Regions from separate parts of the Mus musculus genome. Here region 2 is linked to region 1. A link is a contact called in public HiChIP or PLAC-seq data. All regions are on one chromosome and are shown on one strand. The core of a region is the stretch at or near the end of the contact, and the rest is flanking DNA. Distances in the headings are between cores, read along the strand shown.

Region 1 (7,269 bases), core at 3,919-6,418:
CACAGTCTTCCTGCCTAAGCCTCTCAAGTAGTTTGAATGACAGGCCTATGCTCCCAGTCCTGGCTGATTTATGTCTTTGGGAAACTTCCTTGTTTGTTTCAGGTTTTATGAAGAACACTTCAGGCAGGTCTCCCTCCCGTTCTTTTGTTACCTAGCGAGACCGGTGCTGCTGCTTCCTTGGTTCAGATAATCTGGTTGCACAGCCAGAACTTTAGAGTCAAGAGGAGAAATGCTGGCATTCAGACAGACAGCTCCTTCGAACTCCTGGCACAGCCAGCTCTCCACAGTGGGGTATAGGAGGAGAAAACAGCTGGCCTCTTTGCCATCTGAGGATGAAGTGGAGGAGAGCCTCCCTGTCAGGATCAAGTCAATGAAAACCAATAATGACTCAAAGCTTTGTAACCTAGGGAAATTGGAAGTCATGCAAAGATGACCATCAAGGGGAAGACTAGGTTTCAAAAGCACAGGGGAAGGCTGGGGAGTAAAGCATTGGCCCACAAGTCTGAGGATCCAGGTTCAGTGAGATACCGCATCTCCAAAACTAACGTGGAGAGTGATGGAGAAAGACATGCACCATTGACCTCCAGCCTCTACACACACACACACACACACACACACACACACACACACACACACATGCGAACATCCCCTCTGGGGACATGGCTTAATGTGTAAACGACTAGCTGTGCAAGCCCGAGACCTAGTTTCAATTCTCCATCGTGCATACAGATACTGAGACGGCATGGCGACCCACTGTGATCCCAGCCTCAGGAGACTTGAGACTGGAATCCCAACCATAAGCCCTCTTTCTACACAAACCAAATCTTCAAGCTCTGCATTCAGTTGCCTCAGTGTAGATCTGCAGATGATGTGTAGATCTGCCCCTACCCCTGGCTCCGTGTACACATGTAAGGTGGCCTGAGCACACCTCTGTGAACATGAATACACATGCATGCATTACCCAAAATAAAGAGAGGAAAGCGAAACGGCACAGGGAGGGGTTGCCTCCCATAATTTTGAAAGTCTCTGCAGCTTAGCTCAGAGGAGGAACAAAGGAGAACGGAATGGTACTGTCTGGGCTCCAGGAACACGCAGGCCACTTCTGTGTACCTCATCTCCGAGGCGTGTCAATTTATTTAAGGATAATTAAAAAAAAAAAGCAAGATGCAAGAACCTGGGGGTTGAACATCTTGCACGAGTCGCTGCTACCGTCTTGCTTCCCCTCCAGGGACCTGCAATGTTTAGAAAGTATCAACTGGAGAAATAATCTGGACCCAGAGCCAGAAGGCCTTGTCTCAGACCATTCTCTGGCTTAAGAAAGGTCTTAAATCTAGACTTTCCTTTGGGAGCTATTAAAAAAAAAAGAAAACAAAACAAAACAGAAAACTGAAAATGAGCAGCTCTAATCAAACCACTTTTGGATGACCCCCCCCCCCCCAACTTTCATTTTCTTCCCCCAGGATGGAAAATTAAGATGGTATTTCCTCCTCTCTCTTTAATCTCCTGCCTCCACCTCGACACTGTGGGTTCCCTAGCAACTATCATAGCCACGGGGGGGGGGGGGGAGATGACACTTTCTGCGTGGCTGTTTCAAACAATTTTTGGAGAAAATGACTTGCTTGGACTTTTTAAAGTGGGGGTCACCTTCCCTGGAGCATCAGGAGAAAAGGTCCCAGCATAGCTGATGCTGAGGTCCCTAGGAGATCACCAAGGATGTGAGGGCGCAGCAGGTTCAGCCTGTGGTTTTGCTCTGAGCTGGCTCTGCTGGGTTTTGTAACTCATTCTTGTCCCTGCCATTTCTCAGCAGTGCTACCACCGTTTGTTAATAATTCCTTCCTGTCATAAGTAAATAGCCTTCCAGCTGTTGAGTAAGAACAGGAGATGGCTAACTGCTGAAGTTAGCCTCAGGCAATGCTGTTTTGGCCATCTGGGAAACTTTGGGGTGCCAGGGGGGCTAGTGGGACCTAAGTAGCCATAGGACCGTATGTCAGGCATTAAGATGGGGGTAGGGCAGGGGATGTGGCTCAACCAGTACTTACCTATCAAACATAATCCCTAGTACCAAGACCAGACCAAACCAAGCCAACCAACCAACCAACCAACCAACCACCAACCAACCGAACATTCCAGAAGGCTGTCAGTGAACACCTGTAATTCTCGGCCTTACGAGGTCAAGGCAGAAGAACCCAGGTTCAATGCTACCCTCAGCTACATAATGAGTTTGAGGGCAATCTGATGTGAAAATCATCTCAAAATAGAAGAAATGGAAGACAAATGGGGGTTAGGAATGTCTCGAAGACCTGTGCTGACCAGTCAGACGGTGTGGAGAGAAGCCAAAAGTGAGAGCCAGTTCTGCAGACAGATGGTGGGGGTGCATTTCCTTCTGTGCTCGGGGTCCCTGTCTGTGAATACATGAGGACATGATGGCTCTTAAGAGGCTGGCTGAGACCTTCTCACTGAGCTGGAGTCAGCATGGGTCCCTGCCCACTAGGATCACGGGCTCCCAGAACGGGAAGTTACTGGCCAGTCTTTCCTAGAGGCTCAGAGAGGCTCAGAGATAGTAGCTGTGTCCTGCACAGTTGGACGCGGGACCCTTAGACAGCAGGAGAAAGGCCATAAAGGCTCTGGCTGAACAAAGCAGGGAGAGCAAGGGAGACTCTTCAGCTGCCCACAGAGCTCTCTGATTGGTGAGCTCCGCCCCTCCCTTTCAGAGAGATCATCTGCAGATGTCATGGACCTCATTAAAGTCTGCTTGTTCTGCTGACAATGGAACTCAGGAGATAGCAGCTGTTAGAGTTGCTAGGCAGGCTACAAGCTCAGGGTACCTGCAGGCTGGCTCTGTGCCCAGGCTCAGCTGAGGATGGGTTCTCTGTGGGGGGTGGCTCCCCGCACTCCTGCTGTGTCCTGGATCTTCTGCTGCCCCGATGTCTAGGCTGGCTCTGCCAGAGTTATTGCTTGCTTGTTTTTCAAAATTAATATGGATCGTGTTCCTGTGACTACAAACCTAATCCTCAGATCTGGAAATGACTCAACGGTCTACACCTGAGCCATTGTGGTGCTCTCCAAGGCAGGAAGGTCACAGACGGTGCTCCAAAGAAAGCAACAGAGAAACTCCCTCGACACCAACAGCCCCTTCTGCAAAGTTACTGCAAGGATATGTCCACCCCCAACATCATTTGCTCCACAAGTCCAGGTCCCAGCTGCTACAGTGGAGTTAGTTACTATTTTGGCCCTGGACCACAGAAATGTTCATATGCTCACCCACATGTATGTACATGTAGCCTACAAACACACATGCACTAGACAGGAACAATGCAATAACCCACATATAGAAGCATACATAATAAACACCCATACACACAAGCACACACATGTAATAAATATGAGCGCCTACAATAGATACCCCCACAAAGAAGCATACATAGACAATGCACATGAACCTATATATGTAATACATACCTGTACATATAAGAATACACATATAATACATACCTACACATGTGCAAAATATACTCATATAAGAACACGTGCATGAAATATGCAAACACATGAATGTACATGGAATACATACTTATGTATACAACCACATATACATATATATGTACACATAGCTGTATACTCTCACCCAGCATGTTCCATGCATAATGTGTACTTTCTTCACATTGGGTGCCCCCCACGTCCCAGGTACACTGAGCCTCTCCACTCTGCATTGCTCAGACCTGAACCCTGGGTCTCCAAGCCCTCAGCAAATACCAGTGGCAACCCACTCAATATTACCCCAAGCCCTTAGGGGCTTTCCCCATTAGACATCTGCTTCCTGCAACAGTGCCTGGGAAATCAGACCACAGGCTTCAATGAGAGGCTTGAGGAATCAGACAGAGTCTCTCAAGATGTCCAGAGGTGCTGCTGGGCTGCTGTAAACCTGGTTCCCTCCATCTTCACGCCAGTGCCCTGGTGAGGCCCACCCCATCACTCATAGCATGTTCTCATTCCCTGGTCCCTACCAATTGCCATGTTCTTGGTCTCATTCTTGACCCTATGTCTGTAGCCTTGCCTCTGATGTCATCAGGGGCCACCTCTTGTTCTTGCTGCTTAGTGTATTGCAGGGAGCAGTAGATAAAAGAGTGCCATAGCCCATGTTCTCATCAGATGCCATTCAGAAAGTGACTTAGGCAGCTTTCAAAGTCTCATGTGAAGTCACAGGTTGTGCCTGTGGTCTGTGGCCAATCTCTACCTTCAATCCTAGTTTGAGGTGCTCTCTTCAAAATCTGTGCCTGCTCATGACCCGGCTGCTCCAGATCCTCATGAACACTGCCTTCTAGACCAGTGGTTCTCAACCTGTGCCTATCCTTGGCTGTTCTTTGGGGTTGAATGACCCTTTCACAGTAGTTGCATATCAGATATCCTGCAAGCCAGAAGTTTATTTACACTGTAATTCATAACCGTAGAGAAATTACAACCATGAAGTAGCAATGAGATAACTTAATGGTTGAGGGTTCACCACAACACAAGGAGTTGTGTACAAGGGCCACAGTGTCAGGAAGGCTGAGAACCACCATTCTAGACTAGCCAGAGTGGCTGGCTACAAAGCGGCTCTGCACATATGGTACATAGAGCTGGTGGTAGGGTTACCCTGCCTGTCCCTAGACCCTCCAGAGTTCTATGTTCCACTGCCTGAATGTGCTCCCCTTACAATGAGGTCTACTCCCCTCTAAACTGCCTCTGCACGGTTCTGTGTTGATGGTCTCATGGGACAGGAAGTATGTCTTCCTCATGATGGCTCAGCTGAGAAAGCTGAACCATACCAAACAGGGAGCCTTCCCTGATGACTCTGTCAGACAAGTCCATCTCCCAGAGGCCAGATCTCTTGAGCATGGTGAGTCACAGGGCAACCCAGATAATATGAAGGGGTTCAGGCTGCCCCTTGATGAGTGACTGAAGGTTTAAGCTCTGACCTTTAGTCCCTATTCAAGAGCACATGGAAGCATCAGAAAGCTAGGAGGCCAGGCCTTAAAACAGCCAAGGATGGGCACAGGCTGGGAGGCCAGTGTAAGCTGACAGTACATACAAAAGGGTCCTTGTCTACTTCTGGCCAGGCCCAGGCCTCTGTTGGCTCCACACCCGTGACCAGGATTGGGCAATCTGTTTGCTTTGGGGGCCTGGAGAAGGCACAGAGCAGCCAAAGTATGAGCTGTTCACCAGCAGGCCAGCTGATCCTTAGAAATCTCTAACCCTGTTCACTGGGCTTCAAACCTGAGTGTTGCTGAGCCTTGCCATGGCCACCCCTGTGTGATGTTCTGTTTGACTTGTCAGACTGCATTAAGGTCCCTTGCCTACCCCAGGAATACACAGAGGTTCCCTGCCCACCGCAGGAACACACTGAGGTCTCCTGCCCTCCCCAGGAACACACTGAGGCCTTCTGTCCACCCCAGGAACACACAGAGGTTCCCTGCCCACCCCAGGAACACACGAGATTCCCTGCCCACTCCAGGAACATGTTCATATGTCCCTTCCTGACTTTAGAACTTCTCTGACATCTCCTCCTCAGTCCAGGACCACACTAGGCCTCCTTCCAGGGTGGGCCCAGCATCTGAAACTCTCTTATTTCCCTCCCAGTTTTCTCTCTCCGTCCTAATGTTGAACAGGGCCCTGCCCTTTTTGGAGTAGATGGCTAACCCCCAGCATGAGATCTCTGCCTCAAATGTTTCTACTGTCTCAGATACCTTTTTAATCCCCAGATTTAAGTGTGCCACAAATGTGTCTGGTGCCCATGGAGATGAGAAGAGGGCATCAGATAATCTGAGGCTAGAGTTACAGATGTTATGAGCTGCATGTGGGTGCTGAGGGCTGGGTAAGAGCAACCAGTTCTCTCAGTTGCTGAGCCATCTCTCCAGCCCTGTTTCAGGCACTCTGCATTTTCCTTCCTTCGCGCATAACATCTGCTTTTGGGGCCAAACTTGAGTTTCTGTGAAATGAATAATGTCTCCATCCCACCCTTCCTTCTTCACCTTCTGCCAGCTCTTCCCCAACGCCTTCTTACTGGTGACCAGGCTTCCTGTCACCAAGCAAAGGAACACAAAGAGAAAAGGGGCCTGTAGTGTGCCGGGCTATCAGGACAGACTCTTACCTCAAAGGGTTCTGAGCAAGACATCCCTGGATCTAGGCTGGGCCAGATGAGCTGTAGGTATCACTCTGTTACCTGCCACCTCCTACCTCCTGACCAGCCAAGGCCAAGGCCACAATCTGCACAGAAAGCATTCGAGGACACCCACAATCCTCGGATGTCTATCATGAGGACTAACTAGACTCAGTCTGGGGTATAAGGTTCCTACTGTGACCTCAGTGGACAGTGAGTCATACAAGTGTGTCAAAGGGCCACAGTGCTTGGTTCAGTGTAGACTACTGAGATCACCAGCATACTGTACAACACTACGGAAAGCCCCAGAGGCACTGGACATGGTGGCATTCGCCGACAGTCTTAGCTCAGCACTCAAGAGCCTGATGCAGGAGGATTACTGCATATTGAAGGCCAACCTGAGCTAAAGAGTGAGTTCCAGACCAGCCTGGACTAGAGTGGTTATGTCTTTTCACCACACAATATCTGGCTCCAGGCTCAGGCAGCCTTTCTTCTAAGCGGTAGTGCCCCAAGGGCCTGGCACCTAAGCCAGGAATCCTGGCTTCATCCCTGGCCTGTGGCCTGGGCCTTGTTTACTCTCACCTGTTCAAGCTTTGTTCTTCTCCGTGAAGAAAAGTCCGTCACAAAAAAAAAATAATACACATATGTGATCTCCAGGAAGATTAAAGAACATGATGTGTGCTCAAGAGGTGGCATTTACATACAGCCATCCAGCTGCCCACAGACACCCAGACCACCCACCAAGCTGCAGAACCTAACCTTGTCACACAGCCAACTGTCCCAGACACAAAATCACCCAGCTACAATACTGCCCACAGTCACACAGCCACCTATGGGCATCCAAGCTATTTCTAAGTACTCAATCGCCCAGACAGGCAACCACCCACAGCTACTAACTGCATAGTAACTTGACTGTCCAGGATATTCTAAGTCAGATCTCCTTCCTCATGTGAGGCCCACTTAGGGTAGCCCTTCCCCACACTATTGATGGCACCTCAGTCCCAGCCCACAGGTATGGAAAGATCTGAAAGGTAGTGGGTCCTCAAATGTCATCAGCCACAAGGCCAGAAGTGTTCTCTTCACTTGCTCCTATGTCCCATCACTGTGCCCAGTGAAAGGTCCCCACCCCCCCC
Region 2 (6,537 bases), core at 3,666-6,165, 540 kb before region 1:
GTTGCATTGCATTTTTTTAAATAACTCTTATTATTTTGTGTGTGTGCATGGGTATGCATGTCACAGCACACAGGTTGAGGTCAGAGGACAACTTGCAAGACTTGGTCGTCTGTTTTCTACCTTGTGGGTCACAGGGATCAAGTTCGGATCAAGTTTGTCAGTAGACGCTATTACCTTGGGGCCACCTCACCTGCCTTGCCTTTATTTATTCATAGACGAGGTCTCATGTAGCTCAGGCTGGCTTGGAACTCACTGTGTAGCTAAGGGTGATCTTGAACTTCTCGCCCTCCTGCCTGCACCTCCCTCCCGCGTGCTGGGATTACAGGCGTGCACCAGCATCCTTGTTTTATGCAGTGCTGGGAATGAAACCAATGGCACCGTGCGTGTTAAGCAAGCTCTCCACCACGAGCTATGGATTCAGGCCTTCCTTTTTTTTTGCTGTTGTTTTTTGGTTTTTGTTTTTGTCGAGACAGGGTTTCTCTGTGTAGTCCTGGCTGTCCTGGAACTCACTTTGTTTTTTTTTCCCCCTTTGGTTTTTCGAGACAGGGTTTCTCTGTGTAGCCCTGGCTGTCCTGGAACTCACTTTAGTAGACCAGGCTGGCCTCGAACTCAGAAATCCCCCTGCCTCTGCCTCCCAAGTGCTGGGATTAAAGGCTTTCGCCACCACCGCCTGGCTACAAGCCTGCTTTTTAAGACAGGATCTCACTAAGAACCCTGGCTGGCTGGAGCTTGCCTTGATTCCTCTTTAATCTTCTGAGTGCTGGTATATCAGGCCTGCGCCACCACCATGCACAGCTATTTAAGATGGTCTTTGAAGGGTTCTCCCATAAAGCACTAATTCATGGTTCTGGGAGCACCCTACCTATAGGGAGGACCATAGAGGTGCTCCCAGGGGGTACTGGCTCAAGTGTTGTCACGGTTGCAGAGGATTCCGGGGGCTTGAACTTGGGACCAGGAAATGATGCTCACAAGGAGGGCACAGATTAGAAGAAGAGAGATGGATGGTGCACAAACTGACCCAGATTCCGTCCCTTCTGTGTGGTTTGTAGCTGCTGTCAGAGGCCGATAACCCTTGAGAAATACTTGAGAAGTTGAGGATCACAAATTCAACCCTAAGCAGCAAGGCTACAGACCAAGCTCGTGGCTAACCTAAACAACTCAGTGAGACTGTCTCCAAATAAGTAGAAAAGAGGGCTGGATTTTAGCCATGAGTTCTACTCTGTACTCAGGAGTCTGTGAGCCGGAGAAGCCAGAAGGCCAGTGTATATGTGCTGGTGCTTGCTCTAACAGCCACTGCGGGACTTGGCTTTATCTGCAGCAGTGGGAACCATGAAGCACAGCGGCCAGGAAGGGTCCCAGCTTTGACTATGTAGAGGGTCAACCGCTGATGTTGCAGACCAGAGGCATCCAAGAAACCAGGTGTGGTGGGCATAGGTCTGCATCCTGGCACTCAGGATGCTGTGAGGCAGAAGGATTGCTCTGGATTTGAGGCCAGCGTGAGTTACAAAGTGAGACCTTGTCTCAAAACTAAAACCGGCTGGGCGTAGTGGCGCAGGCCTTTAATCTCAGCAGTTGGAAGGCAGAAACGGGTGGATCCCTGTGAGTTCGAGGCCAGCCTCGTCTACAGAATGACTTCCAGGACAGCTGGAGCTACAAAGTGAGATCTTATCTTGAAAATGAATAAAATAATTAAGTAAATAAATATCGCCCCACCACCACCAATAAATAATCTGAGAGTAGCTGGGCTGGATGGTATTGGAGGGCAGAGCTGCCACTCAGAACGTGGGCGGGTGTTGGGATGCGTGGGTGGGGTTGCGCGTGCCTCTCAGGAGAGGCAGAACTGGGGCGCACCAGCATGTAGATGCTTCTTTCTCCTTTTTAAAAACCCTCCCAGCACAATTCGCATGTGGTAAAATTAACCGACTCCATGAAGACACAGTGGTGTCTAAAACCCAGTCTCTTACGGCGCCATCACTTCTAGCTGGTTCTTAAAATAGGTTTCGAGCCCAGTCGAGCACAGAGCAGGGAGCCTGAGCCCCTGTGGCAGTGGGGACCCAGAGAAGAGGAGTGTCAGGGTAGAGACTACGGAGCATGGTGTCTTCATCTGAATAGGAGGGGAGGCACAAGGGCGAGGGGGCGGGGAGTTCCACTCGCCCTGCCTAGAAGAGAGTCAGAGCCTCCAGCATCTAGGGCCCAGGAACTGACTGAGTGCAAACTCCATAGGAAGCACACACAGCCTCATTGTGGGAATCGGCAGCATCCATCGAAGCTCCCGATGCTCTCACTCCAGTGGGGTAGGAGAGAGAACCCTAGAGGTAGGTCAGGAAAAGGGACCCCCATGCAGGTGGATTGCTGGGGGCAGCTATGTATATGTGCCACTCCGGACACCCTTGTATTCTATTTCTTTTGAAGGCCTCCTACCCTCCAGCTTGAAGCTGCCCACCTGCCTTTACTCTGGGTAGCAAACAGGCTATCTGGCCACGAGCCTGACCTTTGGAAGAGCAAAGGTCTCTAAAAGCTGAGCCACAGGGCTGCCAGAGTCACATTCCACTGATAGGGTCCACTGCTCCGCTCCTCCCCATGCCTAGGCCTTGACCAAGGGGGACACACCTGCCCCACCTGGCTCAGCCCCAGAACACGCCTGACCTGCTCAGCTGCTCCCGGAAGCACCCAGGGACTGAGTCACCTTGGAAGGACCAGGAGAGGCAGGGCAGGGGGAAGGAGGGGGCGTGGCCTTGGGCAGTCAGAGTGGTTGACCCAGCAGAAGTGAGGACTGGGCAACCAGGGTGTTGAACCAGGGTGTTGGTGGGTGCTGGGGACTCAGCCTCGCATCTGTGATCTCTGATCTGTGATCTCTGGCTTACCATTCCATAGCCCAGGCCACTTTTATGGCCTGTCTTGAGATAGCATGGGCCCTAGAACAGTTTCCAAGTTAATGGGCAGAGAATTCTGGGATCCTGGGCAGCTAAGGTGTGGCCCAGGTAGCAGCAATGAGTCTCAGTAAGTGTGGGGAAAGTACATTGAAATGGAGCCAGGACCTCTGTGGGGTATGAGGGAGGCCTGACCAGTTCTCCTGGTACCTAGCCAGTGGTCTGTGTTCAGGTTTTGTGTTTGTTTGTTTTAAGATTTATTTATTTTATTTATATGAGTACACTGTAGATGTCTTTAGACACGCCAGAAGAGGGCATCAGATCTCATTACAGATGGTTGTGAACCACCATGTGGTTGCTGGGAATTGAACTCAGGACCTCTGAAAGAGCAGTCAGTGCTCTTAACCGCTGAGCCATCTCTGCAGCCCCTGTGTGTGGATTTTAACTTGACCCCTTTACTCTGTGGCACCCATCCAGGATCTTGGAGCCTTTTGTTCTGGTGGGCACGGAGATGTCAGACAGTGAGTAACTAAGGCACAAGGTAGTTGAGACATGGTTAGTCCTGAGTTGACCTGGTAAACACAGTCAGTTGTCCAGGAGCCACCCCATGGTGCTGCTGCCTTCAGAGCTGGTCTGGGTGCTATCTGGCTGGAATCTACTTCTGTATTGGACACTTCCAGGGCTGTGCTGCCCAGGGTCACACACACAATGGTGTCAGGACCGTTTTAAATCATAGCCTCGGGCTGGGGAGATGGCTTGATGGATAAGAATGCTTGCTGCTTAAGCATGAGGATCTATCTGGGTTCAAATCCCCAACACCCATGTAGGAAGCCGAGCATGGATCTGTGTACTTGTAACCCTAGTTGGTGTGTGTGAAGGGGGGGGGGGGCAGAAACAGGAGGAACGCTGGGGTTTGTTGGCCACCAGTGTTAGCTCTAGTTTTAGTAAGAGACTCTATCTTCAGGGATTAAGGTAGAGAGCAATCTAGCAGGACCTTCAATGTCCTCCTCTGGCCTCTGTACAAGTACACACACACACACACACACACACACACTCATATACCAAAGCACACATAGACACACATATACCATACACAGATACACATACCATAGACACAAACACACACACATACACACATACCATACACACACACACTCATATACCAAAGCACACATAGACACACATATACCATGCACAGATACACATACCATAGACACACACACACTACATATACATCACACACAGACTCACACACATACACTACACACACCCCACACATAGACACACATATGCTATGCACACACACACATACACATATACCACACACACAGACATAGAGAGACACCATCAGATATAGAGAGACACACATGCAGACAGACAGACAGACAGACAGACACACACACACCAGGTGAAATCTCACCATTAGGGAGGCAAGATCATTGTGAGTTGAAGTCCAGCTTGGGCTACATAGTGGGACCCCGTCTCAAAACTAACAACACACCAGGCGGTGGTGGCACACACCTTTAATCCCAGCACTTGGGAGGCAGAGGCAGGCAGATTTCTGAGTTCGAGGCCAGCCTGGTCTACAGTGAGTTCCAGGACAGCCAGGGCTATACAGAGAAATCCTATCACGGAAAAACCAAAAACCAATCAACCAACCAAACAAACAAACAAAAAAACCTAACAACACAATTAGAGTTTCAGTTGGAAAGCTTCCAAGGCTGGGACAAGGCCCTGTGGTGACTTTGTAGAGCCAGGGCCTGCCAGCTGGGAAAGTGCTTCAGACTTTCACAGCAGTTTATAAGGCAAAGCGTGGCTGGCACAGAGCTTTGGGCAGGCCAACGGTGTGCTGGAGGCAGGAAACCACCTTACTGACCTCGCTGGCCACTTTACCTACCAGGTTTCCCTTGGGTGGAATCTCTGCAAGTCCTACAGTACGAGGTCTCTGCTGAGGGGATTTCAGAATGGGGTAAGGCGGGAGGCCACACCTGCTGCCCTGGGCTTGGCCGAGCTCTGTCCTTGGCTGCTGCTGCGCCCCGCACCTCCTAACCAGTACCACCCATTTCCACAGCTAGAGCTCAGATTCTTCCTCCAGGAAGGCCTCCTGGCTTCCTGCCCACGCTTGCCTCCCATGGCTGGCTCCTGGCCACACCACAGCTACCCGTCTGTGACCTCTCCTTAGTGTAAATAAATGTAGTTTTCTGGGATTGAGGCCTGTCTGGGCTTAGGCTTCCTCAGCAGGGACCCCAAGTATGACTCTAAGCCCTGACACCACGTGACATTGGGAAACAACTCTTCCTTCTACCTTCTCCCACTTCCCACCAGAGAGACAGCAGGTCAGGATGGTTATTACTGCCACCTGTGGGGACTAGAGGGAGACTGGTGTTTTTGTACTGGGCTGGGCCCTGTCTGGCAGAGGTGTAGGGCTTGCCTGAGGGGAAGGTAGACAGTGGACAAGGCGAGGCTGGAGTCCAATCCTGGGCCTTGTCACCTTCCATTCTAAGCCTGGGGTTCCAGGTACACCAGGGGGTCCTGGCTAGACTCTTCAAGGTGACAAGAATTCAGAGGTTTGGGGTCACCCATCTCTCTGCCATCAGCTCTTGTCAGAACTGAAACAAGAGTTTCTGGCCTTTTGACCAGGTGCTGGTGGCCTTTATAGGCCCCTGTGAGGTCATGACTGCGAGAAAATGTTCCCAGGTAACCAGGCCAAAGGACTCAGTTAGGGATTACTTCTACCTCAGGGTCTCAGTCCTCTTTCCCCCGTTCCTATAGGACCAGCCGCAGGTACCAGGAAGGTGACCCCAGGGCAGAGTTGGGTCCTGGAAGACGTTTTACTGGTATTCAAGTCCCAGATCTACCATAGAGTGACCCCAGGCAGGTGTCTGACCCTGAGTTATCTTTGCTTTATTCCATAAACTGAACCACAAGCAGGATTTCACTTTAAAGGGGTATGATGGGTCTGGGGAGAAGGTTCAGTTGGTGAAGGTCTTGCTGGGCAGGCAGGAGGGCCTGACTTCAGATCCCAGAACCCAAGTAAAATAGCAGGTGTGGGTCTCTGAGTCTTGCTGGCCAGCTAGCTGGATTGGTGGACTCCATATTCAGTGAGAGACACTGTCAATATGGTGGAATAATTGAGAAAGACAGCTGGCATCAGCTTTTGGCCTCTACATGCACAAACATGTGCACAGGCATGTACTGTACACACAGGCACAAACATGTACACGGGTATATACCATACACACATCTACACACATGCATGCACATGAGTGCACGTGGAGGTCACATGGAGATGGAGTGAGGTGTGCTTCAGTGTTGGACTCCAGTGAATATCTATCATATGTGGTGGAGGAAGGGCTGAGGAAGAGGGTGTTGGCTTTATCTAAAAGACTTGCGGATGCTGTATCGGAGCAGCCTGGGTCTCCAGGCAAGCGGCGGTCACATGACCTACCGGTCACACCAGTAGCACTTCTTCCAAGAAAGCCTGTGCTGTGACTTGACCCCAGGGCCAGCATCTGGACAAGCTGGCTGCCCTGGGCTGGTGGTGAGAAATGAGGGAGGCTATGTGTTCCGGCAGCTCCCATGGGGGGCCCTTGCTGAGACGGAACACACTGGAGTGAATCTGTCCTGTCCAGCTGGAGGAAGTGACTACGGTCACAGTTCAGCTGCC

The links. HiChIP or PLAC-seq counts read pairs in DNA pulled down with a chosen protein or histone mark.
Region 2: a contact with region 1 is called in a FOXA1 HiChIP or PLAC-seq map of pancreatic cancer cells. The contact joins two enhancer-like sites.

Annotation. Positions count from the first base shown.
Region 1 is chr5:138,774,385-138,781,653 of GRCm38.p6, reverse strand. All of the region lies in intron 3 of Fam20c (family with sequence similarity 20, member C), which reads right to left. Among named protein-coding and RNA genes, the nearest start is that of Fam20c, 23 kb to the right of the region's middle. Within about 2 kb of position 5,168, at least 89 of the 459 cell types and tissues checked have an H3K27ac peak or open chromatin away from gene starts, as enhancers often do. A contact at or near this core is called in pancreatic cancer cells, where this site is marked.
Region 2 is chr5:139,313,584-139,320,120 of GRCm38.p6, reverse strand. All of the region lies in intron 1 of Adap1 (ArfGAP with dual PH domains 1), which reads left to right. Among named protein-coding and RNA genes, the nearest start is that of Adap1, 8.6 kb to the left of the region's middle. Within about 2 kb of position 4,915, at least 15 of the 459 cell types and tissues checked have an H3K27ac peak or open chromatin away from gene starts, as enhancers often do. A contact at or near this core is called in pancreatic cancer cells, where this site is marked.